Linked DNA regions of Sus scrofa: region 1 is linked to region 2. A link is a contact called in public Hi-C data. All regions are on one chromosome and are shown on one strand. The core of a region is the stretch at or near the end of the contact, and the rest is flanking DNA. Distances in the headings are between cores, read along the strand shown. Region 1 overlaps DNM2 (dynamin-2). Region 2 holds the start of DNM2 (dynamin-2).

Region 1 (7,681 bases), core at 1,910-4,409, 43 kb before region 2:
AACCGGGAGTTCCCGTCGTGGCACAGTGGTTAACGAATCCGACTAGGAACCATGAGGTCGCGGGTTCGGTTCCTGCCCTTGCTCAGTGGGTTAACGATCCGGCGTTGCCGTGAGCTGTGGTGTAGGTTGCAGACGCGGCTCGGATCCCGCGTTGCTGTGGCTCTGGCGTAGGACAGTGGCTACAGCTCCGATTCAACCCCTAGCCTGGGAACCTCCATATGCCGCGGAAGCGGCCCAAGAGATAGCAACAACAACAACAACAACAACAAAAAAAGACAAAAGACAAAAAAAAAAAAAAAAAAAAAAAACCGGAGTTCCCATTGTGGCGCAGTGGTTAACGAATCCGACTAGGAACCATGAGGTTGCGGGTTCAGTCCCTGCCCTTGCTCAGTGGGTTAGCAATCTGGCGTTGCCGTGAGCTGTGGTGTAGGTTGCAGACGCGGCTCAGATCCTGCGTTGCTGTGGCTCTGGCGTAGGCCAGTGGCTACAGCTCCGATTAGACCCCTAGCCTGGGAACCTCCATATGCCGCGGGAGCGGCCCAAGAGATAGCAACAACAACAACAATAACAAAAAAAAAAAAAAAAAAAAAAAACCCCCAAAACCCATGGAGTTTATGGCACAGAGAGTTAAGTATCCAGCACAATCACTGCTATGGTGTGGGTTTGACCCCTGGCCTAGGAACTTTCACATGCCTTGGGCAAGACAATCAAAACAAAACAAACAAACCCAAACCAAAAAGCAATAATCAACAGGTGTGTGACCAGCCCCCCTTCCCTTTTTTGATGAACAGGATACAGAGGCAAATATCAGCATGCATCACTACACCATCAGCATGTGGTGGTGTTTTTTTTTTTTTGTCTTTTTGCTATTTCTTGGGCCACCCCCTCGGCATATGGAGGTTCCCAGGCTAGGGGTCTAATTGGAGCTGTAGCCACCGGCCTACGCCAGAGCCACAGCAACTGAGGGATCCGAGCCGCGTCTGCAACCTACACCACAGCTCACGGCAACGCCGGATCGTTAATCCACTGAGCAAGGGCAGGGACCGAACCCGCAACCTCATGGTTCCTAGTCGGATTCGTTAACCACTGTGCCACGACGGGAACTTCAGTGATGTATTATTGATAAAGATTCTGCTTTGGTGTTTTGTTTTGATTTGGCTGCACCCGAGGCATGTGGAAGTTCTCAGGCCAGGGACTGAAGCCGTGCTGCAGCAGTTACCCAAGCCACAGCAGTGACAACACCAAATCCGTAACCATTAGACCACCAGGGAACTGCCTGCTTTTCTGTTGTACGTGAAATCTTCCTGGGTGGTAATGTATAATCTCCCTCCCTGTGGATCACAATCAAAAGAGGCACAAGTCACTGCCCTAGTGGGCCTGTGAGTTGCCAGCACCCTCTAGCCCAGTGAGATCCCTGGCACTTGTCTATGGGACTCCTTATCCTCCTTCCACAAGGCACCTGCACGGGATGGGGAACAGGAACCACTGCTGGCCTCACCAAAGTCCATCTTGCTGTCCCTCTCCCCGTCCTGGCTATTCATGGGGCGGCCCACATACATGTGAACCCCTAAGGAGAAATGCTTTCTGGCCTCTCGTAGCCCGGGGTGACTCGAAGCCACTGTTATTGACACTGAGATCAAAGGAAATAAGAAACTAATGATTATGCTGGTCGTGTCATTAAGCTTGAGAAACCCAAAGCACAGATATGGATAAAGCAGGAAGAAAAAAATGCTCATCATGGGAGGTAGGTGCTGAGTCTATAGATGTACACTGTATAATTCCTCGACTTGACTTTTCTTTTTTCTGGCTTTTTGTCTTTTTTAGGGCTGCACCCACAGCACATGGAGGTTTCCAGGGTAGGGGTCTAATTGGAGCTGTTGATGCCAGCCTACGCCAGAGCCACAGCAACGAGGGACCCGAGTCATGTCTGTGAACTACACCACAGCTCACGGCAATGCTGGATCCTTAACCCACTGAGCAAGGCCAGAGGTGGAACCCACAAACTCATGATTCCTAATCTGATTTGTTTCCACTGCGCTACAACAGGAACTCCTCATCTTTTTCACATACCTGAATTTTCATAGTAAATGTTGGGGAGAGGGGACCTTCTAGACCCAGAGCTCATGGCTCTTGTAGCGATCCTAAAAAAAGGGAAGTAAGTCTTGCTGGCAAACAGCCTAAAGAACTGGTCCAGGAGTTCCTGTCATGGTGCAGCGGAAATAAATCTGACTAGGAACCATGAGGTTGCAGGTCCGTCCCCTGGCATCGCACAGTGGCTAAGGATCTGTCTGGTATTGCCGTGAGCTGTGGTGTAAGTCACAGATGAAGCCCAGATCCTGCAATGCTGTGACTGTGGCGTAGGCCGGCAGCTGTAGCTCCAATTAGACCCCTAGCTTGGGAACCTCCATATGCTACAGGTCTGGCCCTAAAAAGCAAAAAAAAAGAGAACTGGTCCATGGCACAGATGCAGAGATGTCCACTGAGGTGCTATTTCTAAGTGTAAAAAGCTGGAAATAGCCTTGATGCCCAGCAGGAGGAGACCTGGCTACATAAATCACAGCACAGACACACCATCAGCTGCCTCAGAAGAAAAGATAGAGAAAGAGCCCTTGGATAGAGAAAGGCCAGGCCAGGCTAGAATCTCTATCCAGGGGTGTTAACACAGCAGAAAGAAATGAATGCTAGGAGGTTTGCCATCCCACCACTATAACCTACCAAACTAAGACCAACATTCAGCCCTTGCTCCCTCTGGCCAAGCCCTGCATGTGGTCCCATTTGTGCCTCCTGAGTCAGCACCTTAGTAGGTAGGCATCTCCAGAATGCCCACATCACAGATGAGGAAACTGAGGTCAGAGAGGTGAAGCGACCTGGCTCGAGGTCAGTGGTGGAGCTGGGATTTGGAGTCCGGATAATCGGTCTCCAGGTAGTGGCTCTCAAGTTACATGGCCTTTGTGAGGCCATGGGCAGGCTCTTCACCTCTCTGACCTCTGCTGAAGGGGTCAGGGGGACTATGTGGGCTCAGATCACTGAGGATCTTGTCCAACATGGGCACTGGCCACTCAGGAGCAGAACAATGAGGATACTGCCTGGAGGATGCAGATCAACCACTCCACCCCCATCAGCTGACCTAGTTCCTAAGGACAGTCACCCTGCTCCAACCCTCCAAAAGGACAAGAGGAAATACCCGGCTGCTCTTCCTGCAGCAGACACCAAAAATGGAACACTCCTCCACCCCCACAGCAAACCTCAGTTCTCTTCTGGCTCAAGGCCCTGGGCTCGGCCTGTGCAAGATACCATCCCCCTTCCAGGAGTGCTGGGGAATGTAGAATGGGAAATGGGCTGGGGACCAGGACACAGGCCGGTCCTCTGCAAATCTCTGCCCTGCCAGGTCTGGTGCCTGGAAGGCCTGGCCCCATCTCCTCCTCCTCCAGGGCCAGACTGCCTATTGCCTCTTCCAGGGAGCCTTCCCTGACTTCACACCATCCAGCATCTTGGGCCTCCTCTCCTGTCAGAGCCAAGTTACCCTGGACTGTGTTTAAGGAACCAGGACCTGGCAGATGCGGCCTCCCAGAGCCCAGTGTGTGCTGGCAGCCTTTCCTTCTGCCAACCCCTTTGTGTGAGGGATATAGAGGAGACAGTGCTAGAAAGCCACAACTTCTTCCCCAGAATGTTGGGGGATAGCAGAAACACACCCTCTGTGTTCAGCGGAAGGTCCAGAAGCCAGCCAGGCCCATCCCTCACAGCCTACATTCTTATTTTGGCCTGCACTTGCAGCATGAAGAAGTTCTCAGGCCAGGGCTCGAACCTGTGCCATGGCAACAAACCAAGCCACTGCTGTGATGACCCTGGATCCTTAACCCGCTGTACCACAAATGAACCCCCAGCCTGCCTTCTCTACTGGGCTCCTCATCATTTTAGAACCATGTGCTAAATTCCCAGGTCATGCCAAGGTGAGAGAGATTCTGCCAACATGGCTTCCACGACCCTCTTAAAGCCAGACTTCGGTCTCCCCTCCTTGAAACCCTCCACAGCTCCCACCTCACCCCAGTCAAAGCCAAAGTCTTCACTACATGCCGCAGGGCCCTAGAGAATTTCCTTTCCCCACAACTCTGACCTCAACTCACTCCTTCCAACCACACCGGCTTCCCGGGTTTCTTGCACCCCAAGCCCCTGACTCCTGCCTCAGGGCCTTTGCACTGGCTCTTCTCTGCCTAGCACACACCCTCGTGGGCCCCTCCCTCTCCTCCTTCAGGTTTCTACTGGAGCAGTACCTTCTCCTTCTCTATGAGGTCTGCCCTGACGCCCAGGTGAGATGACAAACCTCCTCAGTCTCTTTCCCGCTTTCAATCCTTAGGATCCTCCGAGTGCTCATCACCTTCTAACATGGTTTACCTTGTCAGCCTGTGTAGCTTCTCTGATCCCCATTAAAGGTCCACCCCATGGGGCAGGAATCTGCATCTGTGTTGTTCTGTATCCCAGGGACACAGTACTCTGCACACCCAGGAGGGGCTCTGTAACAATGTATGCGACGGAAATGACTCTGCTGGAAAAGCAAAACGCCCTGCTTCAGATTCTGTGAGGTGATCTAGTACCCCCACCCTACCCCTGCCCCCAAGCTGGATATACAGGAGGCAGGACAGGGTCAGGGTCAGGCGGGGCCATCTGCTGTATTCCCTGCCCTCTCTCCTTTCCAAAGCACCTCTCAATGACACAGACCCAGAACAGAGCTGAGCTCCTGGTCTGATGGGGAGGATGGACATGGCACAAGCATGTCACAGCACGTGCCAGAGTAGCTCAGAAAAGAGACCCAACATACCAGAAACTTGGGGTGGGGTGGGGGTGGGAGCTCGTGGAGGGGTGGCTTGCCCAACTCAGCCGCAACTTACCCCAAGATCATGGAGGTGGGCAAGGGTACAGGTGGACCCATGCCAGCACAATCTCTGTCAAGTGGCAACCTTTTCCCATGCCCTGAAGATGATCTCTGGACTCAGGCGGGGCGGGGGGATCCCCACTGGCCAGGCTCTCCCTCTGTGCCTGTTTCCCCATCAGGAAAATGAAAATATGAGAAATGGGCAGAGCGTTCAGCCTGGGGCTCTACAACCCTGAAAATGCTCAAATGTGGGAGATGATTTTTTAATGACGCACTGTCTCTTTAAGTCAGAGGCCTTGAGGCTGAGCCTGCAGCACCTGGAGAGTGCTCTCTCAGCTGGTCCCTAGCAGCCTAGGCTAAGCAACTTCGGACTCTGCCTGTCCTGAGACTGCCTTGTCCCCAGAGCAGCTGTAGCGTCTTCAAACCTTCCCTTCCTCAGATAACAGAGCCAGTCCTCCAGTTCCCAGCTCCTGGCACAGCATTTTGACGGCCGCAAGGGCACGCCACCACAGCCCTGATGTGGGCTTTCATGGGAGGAGGGCCAGCTATGTGTGATCAGGCCCCCGGGCTCCGAGGGACCAGCACAGCAAGAAGCAAGGAGTAAAGTGGGCCCTTGGCCAGGAGTCACACTGCCAACTGTGCCTCAGTTTTCCCACAATGAAACAGGACAGCACAGAACCCAGTGCTGCTGGGGTGGTATGAAGAAACAATCAAATTCCACGGTGTGGGGCCCACAGAGAATGCATCTCACCTGTGTCCTGTGGTGCCAGCGAATGCACCTGTCATTTTTTTCTAGAATGAGGTTCTGCCCTCAGCCCAGCACTTGTTCCCCGCCTCCTTCAGGTCTAGGCTCTAAACAACCCTGCTCAGGGAGGCCCACCCTAACCACCTCGGCTCCGGCAACCACCACCCCACCCTTCATGGAGCTCCTCACGCTGACACACCACATGCCTGTGTGGCTCCTGCTGAAGCCAAAGTTGCAAGAAAGGGTCTGCGAGGGACTTGGTTTGGGCCTCTGCTCTTCCCAGGACTCCCACGTGGGTCTCCAGTATGCTCAATAGCCAATCCCCCACTTTGGGCATCCCCCAAGCATGCCCTTCAAGAAGGGAGGTGACAAGCACATGCTGCCACCTTCTGGGGTCAGGCCCCCCTTCCCCAGGGGCAAGGAAGCAGCCCCACAACAGAGGCCACGGTTCCTCAGCCTGGCTTCCTTTAAGGTTTTCCTGGGACAACCTGCCTTCAGCCCAGCCCCTCAGGCCAGGAGAAGGCAAGTGAGGCACCATCACATGACTTGGGAGGTAACAGGAAGAAGAGCTGGGAGAATGGTGAGCTCAGAGAAGGCATGGAAGCTCCAAGGCCCTTCGTCATACCTTGCCCTCAGCATCTCTTCCATCTGGCTCTTCTTGAGTTATATCCTTTTAATAAACTGGGAATATAGTGAGTAAAATGTTTCTGACTTCTGTGGATCACTCTATAAACTTGATCAAACCCAAGGAGGGGCTCATTGGAACTTCCAATCTACAGTTGGTCGGAGAGAAGCACAGGTAACAAGGAGTTCCCTGGTGGCTCAGTGGGTTAAGGACTGGACGTTGTCATGGCTGTGGCACAGATTTGGTCCTTGGCCCCTTGCCAGGGAACTTCTGCACGCTGGGCACAGCCAGGGAGGGGGAAAAAAAAAGCACAGGTAACAGCCTGGGCCTGTGATTGGCAACCAAAGCAGGGGTAGAGTTACAGTCTGGTGGGACCAAGCCATTAACCTGTGGGATCTGATGCTGCCTCCAGATCCCACAGAACTGAGGGAACTGGAGGACACCCAATCAGTATCCATTGAGAACTGGAGAACTGCTTGGTGACATGGGAAAAAACATACACTGGAGAAGGTGACAGCCCCAGGCTGCCATCCTGGCCAGCCCTGAGCTGATCCTCTCCAGCACTGGACTTGGTTTCCTCAGGGCCATGCACACCCACTGCAGGGTTTATAGGCTTGATAGAAAGGGCCCTGCCAGGGCCAGGCTGGCCGGGGAGAGGTCCTGCACACACAGCCATGGATAATCTCCCACAGGAGAGAGGGGGCACAGCAGCCGCCCTGAGAGCCAGACACCAGCCTATGCTGATGGAGCATCTCCTGGGGGCCAGTCCCTGTGCTGGGCACAGGGGAGGGCGGTGGACAAAGCAGGTCAGCGGCCCTGCTCTGGTGGCCCTGATGCTGAGGCAGGGGAAGAGACTATCAGGAAAATACGGGTTGAAACGGCACAACACTGTAAATCAACTATATTTTATCTTCTGCTATTTTTTTTTTTTTAAAGGGCCGCACTTGAGGCATATGGAGGTTCCCAGGCTAGGGGTCTAATCGGAGCTACAGCTGCTAGCCTACACCACAGTCACAGCCATGTTGGATCCCTGCTGCATCTAGTACCTACACTACAGCTCACGGCAACGCCAGGTCCCCAACCCACTTAGCGAGGCTAGGGATCGAACATGCATCCTCATAGATACTGGTCAGATTTGTTTCTGCTGCGCCGCAATGGGAACGCATAATCAACTATGCTTTTCATAGAAAACAATTTTTAAAAAGAAAATACACAGACAGGATGATGCCTCCTAGCATACACTGCAAAAGAACTAAGGCAGCAGTGACAGGTGGGGGTTGGGAGAGGAGGACAGGGCAGGGTGTTCCAGCAGGAAGCACAGTGAGGGTGAAGTGTGGAGGTAGGAACAATGGAACAGGTCTTGAGCGTGAAGAGAGAGATTGTGGCTGCACCTGGGCCCTAAGAGGAGGTCCCAGAGGCCAAAAGACCCCTTGTGGAGTGG
Region 2 (7,650 bases), core at 4,767-7,266:
ACTAGCATTTCTCCCAATAGCCATTTCAGGACCTGGTCCACCAGCTGGTCCTAGCTACCTCCCCAGAGCAAAAACCACACTGACAGGCACTCAGTGAGTGTTTGTGCTGAAGCAAGGTGTTATTTCTAACAACAAAGTAATCATGAATTCCTATTCTTTCAGAAAAAAGAAATTAACAACTGCTTTTCAGGGTTGACCCAGGGCTCTACAAAAAGCAGGGATGTCAGAGTTCCCTGGTGGCCCAGTGGGTTAAGGATCTGGTATTGTCACTGGTGTAGCTCTGATTACTGGTGTGGGGTGGGTTCCATCCCTGGCCCGGGAACTTCTGTATGCTGCAAGCACAGCCCAAAAAAAAGGGGGGGAATCAGAATGTAGGGATTTAATATTTCACAAGGATTAGCTCATCTGAATGCTCCACTCGCTCTCAGGAGAGAGGGACCACCATCACCCCCATTTTCTAGACAAGGAAACTGAGGCCCAAGATGTGAGGTCATTTAGCTGGAGGGCAGCCACATTCTCACAGGTGCCTCTGGACCCTCCCTACTCCAGCTGGCCTGGATACTACAAACCACACAGGCAAAGGCACTTTGGCTTTGCCCCTAAGGAAGGACAGTGGGAATAACAGCTGGCACTTCCAAGTGCCTTTGAACACCTCAGATCTGCTAAGGGACAAACCAGCCCAAAGAGCAAACCACGTACCCACCCCTCAGTCTGGCAGGGATGTGCACCAATGGTCATCCGATATGTGTTCATCCAGCACCCACTGTGTACCTGGCAGCGGCCCCACAGTACAGCCGCAACTCCCAAGACCAAATGCAAACACAGCTGGAGACAGGAGAGGCAGCTGCGTCTTGTTAAAAGAAAAATGGCACCGGGTGCTACCTGTGTTCACAGATATTTCTCATGGGGAAAGTCGAAGTAAAGCTGCAAATCAAAGGCAAGAGCCCTCAGCGTGCCCAAGACAAGGTCCAGAAGGATCGTAACAGTGTCACCAGTAGCTTTCCCTCCACCCAGGCTCCCCACCCCAGCTCCCAGAGCTCTGCTTGGCCTGCACCCCGCCCCACCCCAGGGCCTTCCTCACCTCATCTCCCCCCACTCTCCCACAATGCCTTCCTCTAGGAACACTCCCACCTCAGGGCCTTTGCACCGGCTGTTCCCACAGCCTGGGATGCTCTTCCTGCAGATCTCCACTGGTGGGTCCTCCCTCACATCCTTAAGATGTCATCCTCAGAAGTCACCTTCCCATGGAGGCTTACCCTGACCTCCCCCTGCCCTGTCCATAATCCTGCTCTCTATTCCCCTGTGACAGTTATCACCTTCTGTCTTGTTTCTTCTTTATCTTCCCCTGCAGGAAGGCCAGCTCCCCCAGGGCAGGGGTTTTGGTATCTTGAGCTTGCTCAGGGCTATGTCTGCAGAACCCGGCACTGAGGGAATATGCTCAAACTTTTTTCAGTGGAAATGAATGAAAAATGCGTGACATTTTAAGCACTTCTTCTGTGCGAGACACTCTTCCAAGCACACTCTAAATGGTCTCTCCTCCTATTTCTTTCCTTCCTTCCTTCTTTCTTTCTCTCTCTTTTTTTTTTTTTTTTTTTTTTTTGGCAGCACCCATGGCATACAAAGTTTCCCAGGCCAGGGACTGAACCCACGCCACAGCAGTGACAATGCCAGGTCCTTAACCCACTGAGCCATCAGGGAACTTCTAAATGGTCTAATTTAATCCTTACTCCACTCTCAATGACAGGCAGGGCAGGAATTTATCTGCCCTAAGAAGTGAAACACACCCAACCTGGCGGCCTGAATGGGGCCCACGAGGAAGTGCTATGAACAACCCCCTTTCCTAACTGGGGAAACTGAGATGCAGAGAGGAAAGGCTCACAAGGCCAAGCCCAAGCCTGGGCGTCTGAGCTGGAGACCTCAACTTCAGCCTCCCTCTCCTGATCTTCTCCCAAGGACAAATTTCCAAAGCCCTTCCCTCCTGCCAGCTCTTCAGGCTAAATGACAAGGATCACCAGGGAGCCACATCCCCCACTCTCCTTAGGGACACGGGTCTCTCTGCTGGTACAAGGCAGGCCAAGCCCTGGGTCTTCAAAGTAGTTTCCGGAGCCAGGAGGCTCCAGGCGATTGTGAAATGGGCCCAGGCCAGCACTAGGGAGTAGTGGGGACTGTAGCAGCTCAAGTGGCCACTCCCATATCCTCATGGATACTAGTCAGGTTCATGTCCACTGAGCCATAATGGTAACAAAATCTCATTTTTAAATGTTCGCAGCTAATTCCCATAGTGGCTCAGTGGTAATGAACCCAACTAGTATTCAATCCCTGGCCTCGCTCAGTAGGCTAAGGATTTGGCATTGCTGTGAGCTGTGGTGTAGGTCACAGATGCGGCTCAGATCCTGTGTTGCTGTGGCTGTGGCATAGGCCAGCAGCTGCAGCTCCAATCTGACCTCTAGCCTGGGAACTTCCATATGCCGTGGGTATGGCCATTAAAAAAAAAAATTATCTCCATGCTGAAGAAACAAAAGACCTAACAAGCAGGTTTTGCTCCCCAGGACCACCGACCTGCAACCCCCAGTACAGGACTGAGCTAACTGGGTAATTCTCACTCGGACCATGTTCTTAGAAAAACCCACAAGGAGGAAGCAGGGAAATGGAGCAGCCAGATCTGCCCCCAGGCACAGAGCCAACATGCTCTCCCTTTTGTTCCTTGAAAACTGCCAGGAGAGCCTCTGTGTGGGTCCTTGGGGTAGAAGAGAGGAACCAGTCCCTGAGCCCCACAGCACAGTTCAGCCAAAGTCAGAGAAAGAAGCAGGCAGTGGGATTTAAAGCGAGTCCTGCCTGCCATCCCCCTTATGGCAGGGCTTTGGAGCTGAGAAGGCTTCTCCACACTCCAGAAATAAAAAGAAGTTGGCTCCGTTTGAGCACTCCACACCCAAAGAGAGGGCTTTTTACAGTTTTGGTCCTCGAGCCCTGAATTAATGCCTGGTTAATGCCAATGTCACGCTGCAGGCTCTGGAAGGAGGTTGCCACAGGAGCCAGCTCAGCAGCAGTTGGCAGTCACCAGTTGCCAGGGTGGGTGGGAGGGAAAGGTACAGCAGAGGGTTGGAGCGGGGGGTGGGAGAGAGAGACCTGGAGTCGCTCAATCCGTCACTGAATGCTCGGTTCTCTAAGCCTCAGTTTTCCCCTCTGGACAATGGGATCACAGCAGTGCCAGCCTCAGAATGTTCAAATGAAGTCCAGTGTGTAACTTATTAATTTTTTCTTTAAGGGCCGCACCTATGGCATATGGAGGTTTCCAGGCTATGAGTGGAGTCAGAGTTACAGCTGCTGGCCTACACCACAGCCACAGCAACACAGGATCCGAGTCGTGTCTGTGACCTACACCACAGCTCATGGCAACGCACCAGATCCTTAACCCAGTGAGTGAGGCCAGGGATCAAACCCACAATCTCATGGTTACTAGTCGGATTCGTTTCCGCTGCGCCACAACAGGAACTCCCCAGTGTCTAACTTTAGAGCACTTTCTTTTTTTTTTTTTTTCATTTTGGCTGCCCCGCAGCATATGGAGCTCCCAGGCCAGGGATTAGATCCGAGCTGCAGTGGAGACCTAAGCTGCAGCTGCAGCTATGCCAGAGCCTTTAACACACTGTGCCAGGTGGGGGATTGAACCCTTGTCCCATTGCTCCTAAGATGCCACCAATTCCACTGCGTCAGAGTGGGAGCTCCTAGAGCACTTTAATTCTAACTAGCTTTTGTTGTCAATATGAAAGGAATCAGCCTGGTGAATAATAACTCCATTCATACAGACCTACTGTGTGCCAGGCACCATGCTAAGTAAGCACTTTCAACACATCATGTAACTGCATCCTCGCAACTGTCTTGTTGAGGGTCCATCACCCCATTTTTAGGAGGGGCAGCTGAGGCTCAGAGAGGTAAAACAATCTGTGCAAGATCACAAGGCAAATGAAATGGACAGAGCTTTGCGGATGCCCACTGGAAGCCTGGGCAGGCCAGGCAGGAAGATGGCCAAGCAGGGGGCCCATAGCCCAGCCCAAGGCTCAGCCCAGGCCTGGTTGATCCCAAGTCCACGCCTTTCCGCCACAGTAGACAGAAGGCAGTTCGCCAGAGACAAAGCAGCAAAGGAGGAAATTCACGCTGCTGGGAGCAAAACCCCCAGGCCTCTGGGAAGGCAGGAGCAAAGCTGGGCTCCACTGAGCTCCTCCTGCCTGGTGGTCTTGGGTAAACAGGCTGTCTTCTGAGTGGAACAAGAAAGAACTTGGCTTGGGGCCTGTAGGATGAACGTTACCTCTTAACACTGATAACAACAATAATCACGATAATAATGACTATGATATTATCATTTGGCAGCCCCAGTCACAAATGGAGTCCTTCCTAGACAAATAGAGAAGTGGCCACCCATCTGGGAGGCAGAAGGGCAAGAAGTGGGGGAAGGGAGAGAGAAGAACCTAATTACATCCATTAGCTTCCTGAATCCTAGGAAACAGCCCACAGAATGGAATATGTCCACAGGACAGAGAGCCAAACTGAGACTTCTCAGAACTATCCAAAAAAGGCTGTATTCCAGATCTTGCCTGATCAGGTAAGAAGTTCCTTCCCAGGATCCAGGAAGGGCCCCCCACATTTGCAGGCTTTAGCTTGGGGGGCTGGCCCCTATGTTCTAGGGCCATGGAGGTACCCTGACATGGACCAGGAAAGAGTCCTGGAGAAAGATTCCCCCGAGGGTTCTACTTCCAATTGAGAGGAGTTCCAGTCTCACCCTTCAGCTCCCTTTCTCTCTGCATCCTCCACCACCCCCTGCCACAGTGGTGGGGTCAGACAGTCAGTCCGCTATGGCACAAACAGGCAGATTAGGAGAAGGTCAGATAGTAGGACAGACAGACAAAGGTTCCACTTGGAAAAGAGGAGCCAGCGTTCACCAGGCACTAAGCTTTAGAGTCAGCCCAGGAGAGCCAGGCAACAGGGTCCCCAAGGGTCAGCCAGCCAGTCAGACAGCAGAGGCCAGCTGGAGGTAACCCAAGAGAGGAAGAGATAAGTGTTAAAGTCTGTGAAGTGCACGGATGGGCAGCCGGACAGGACAGGTCATCCTAGATAGCTGGCCAGGCAGCAGGGGGCTGCTCTGCGGTACTGGACAGATGGACAGCCAAATGGTGGTGGTGGCAGAAGCCTATCCAGGACAGAGAGACAGCCAACGAGACGGCAGGAACTGCTCCAGATAAATGAACAGCCAGTCAGACCGCAGGGGTCGGCCCAATGGATATCTAAGTGACAGGTTTCGGACAGACAGGGAAGGGGAACCTGCCCCTGACACACAGGCAACCATATGGTAGAATTCACCCACTATAGCTGAGGACCAGAGAATCGGCAGAAATCCACCGCACCTTCTGGCCCTCGCCCATGAGATACCCCTTTAGCCTGGGCCGGCTCCCCACCTCCTGCAAGGAGCCCTCCGCCCAGGGCGTCCCACAGGGCCCGCCTCCCTGTCCCCGTCCCCGTCGCGGGCACGCAAGCGCCGCAGTTACGCCGGCGGCGCAGGGCGCGCCATTCCCGGTCCGCCCTCCGCGCCCTAGGCCGCCGCCCGCCCGCCGTCGCCGCCACGCTCGCTCACCGGCCCACGAAGTTCTCGAGCACTGAGCTCTTGCCGGCGCTCTGGCCGCCCACCACGGCAATCTGCGGCAGGTCCAGGTGGCAGCTCTGGCCGATGGAGCTGAAGGCATCCTGCAGCTTGTTGACCAGCGGGATCAGTTCTTCCATCCCGCGGTTGCCCATGGCGCCGGTGGCCCCGGCCCGAGCGCCCCGCGCTCCCCACCCGCCCCTGCCTTCAACGACGCGGCCCCGCGGCGTCCACGGCCGTTGCTCCCCGTCCGCCCGGGCCTCGGCGCGACGCCCGCTCCCGGCTCGGCCTCACGGTCGCCGCCTCATCCGGTTCTCAGGCGACACCCGACCCAAGCGACCTCCCGCCCGGGGCCCTGGGGCTGCGCCCAAAGCCCTCGCCCCACCCCCGGTTGGTCAGCCGCGCTGTCGCTCGTGCACCCAAGCCAGTGAAAGGGAGGCACGGACCTACAGCTGAATGAACCTTCCCCCCCGGGGACTTTCTCTCAGTCTCATTGGACGCGAGAACTGTCGCTATTGTAGAACAGCCAATAGCAGCGTGAAGCGAGTTGTTCAGGCCGGGAGGCGGTGTTTCGGAAAAAGGCATGTTAGCCCCGCCCATTGGGGGAGTTCCCGGATGGCAGGCCCATCCGCCAGTTTTATTGGCAGGGAGACCGGCCAGTCAACAAAATTGGCCAGTGATATTAAGGATCGATTCTTAAACACAGATCTGTCACTCGACTCTACCTAGTTCCCTAAAAATTTCCCATTGGTTTATATAAATATCACTCCGTTCCGTCAGCCAACAAATCAAGAGGGTGGGATTTAACCTCGAATCTTGACGCTAATTGGACGATGTATCTGTCCATCAAAGAATCACAAGCGCTTACTTGTGATTGTCGTAGGTCGGCTAGTCTTCTGAAGCAAAGAGTAGACCCAAAGTACTCGCCAACGTGCGCCACCTTGTGGACCCAGTGGTGATGGTCACGCCTGAGTTCCTCGGCTCTTAAAAAAAACTACAAGTCCCAGAATGCGTCTTGGCCGTGAGCTCACAAATCAGCTCCTTGCGCGGGGACCCAGTGCACTTTGAAGGTGAGAATCAGGCGATTAGTGGTTCCTAGGGAGAAGCAGGCTAGCTCGGCCTCGCTAGCTCCCACGCCTCCAGACCCTGGCGAATGCTGTGTCCTCCCGTAGGAATACCGTCTGATGACGCCTGTGTTGATGCAGCTGACGCTCCAACGTCGTTCCTCTGATTCTTCAACTTTAGCACATCTTGGATCTTTTTGAGTACTCAATGAAACTCAACGGAACTTCTCCCCAGAAAGTTCTCCCCTATTATTTTGCAGGCAACGCTGGGGATTCTGGGAACTGGGACTCTTGACCACTTGGAAGAGGCGGGGGAGTTCCGGCTGTGATACAGCGGGTTAAGGATCTGGCTTTGTCTCTGTGGCAGCGAGGGTTCGGTCCCTCAGCCGGCGCAGTGGGTTTAAATTCTGACGCTGTGGCAACTATGACGCTGTCGCTGGGATTCGATCCCTGGCCCGAGAATTTCCATGTGCTGACGGTGCAGCCAAAAAAAAAAGGAAGCCGGGAATAGATGGACTGACTTTAACAGAAGTGATCTGATTCCTCTGGACAAAGATAGGCCAGAGGCAGCCCAATAAGGAGCCAGGAGCAAAGGAGGTGGGGAAGTGGGCTGAGGGGGCAGGGCAGTAACAGGGGAAAGAAGAAAAAATGAGTAAGAGGATGGCAGAGTGGCCAAAGTTACAGGCCTGCTCCCTGACCCAAGACCCAGGTCTCAGAGACAGGCAAAAAGATGGCCCAAAATGATTGGCACTGCAGCCTTGACTATGATGGCAGAAACCTGGAAACATCCTAACTGCCCATCCATGGAGCTCATGAAATAAATACTATGTAGCAGCTATAAAAAAAGGATTGAGGAAGTTTTCATGTAGTGACATATAAACAATTTGAGCTACACTGAGAAAAGGAAGAAAAGCAAGGTACAGAACTGCATGTAAAGGATGGCAACATTCACGAAAA

Evidence for each region. A called contact is a pair of places that touch in the nucleus more often than the background predicts.
Region 1: a Hi-C map of skeletal muscle shows a contact between it and region 2, with 3 times the contacts expected there. The contact joins the enhancer-like site here to the promoter of DNM2 in region 2. A contact is called at or near these places in 10 of 47 Hi-C or Micro-C datasets (alveolar macrophages, embryonic fibroblasts, fetal heart ventricle and 3 more) and 2 of 2 datasets of contacts at active chromatin or transcription factors (alveolar macrophages and skeletal muscle).

The regions. Positions count from the first base shown.
Region 1 is chr2:69,512,184-69,519,864 of Sscrofa11.1, reverse strand. The region is part of intron 2 of DNM2 (dynamin-2); the gene reads right to left. Among named protein-coding and RNA genes, the nearest start is that of DNM2, 42 kb to the right of the region's middle. Within about 2 kb of position 3,159, at least 12 of the 83 cell types and tissues checked have an H3K27ac peak or open chromatin away from gene starts, as enhancers often do. A contact at or near this core is called in alveolar macrophages and skeletal muscle, where this site is marked.
Region 2 is chr2:69,472,379-69,480,028 of Sscrofa11.1, reverse strand. DNM2 (dynamin-2) reads right to left here and starts at 6,016. Exons shown (of 20, transcript XM_021083818.1): 1 at 5,624-6,016. The coding sequence starts at 5,784.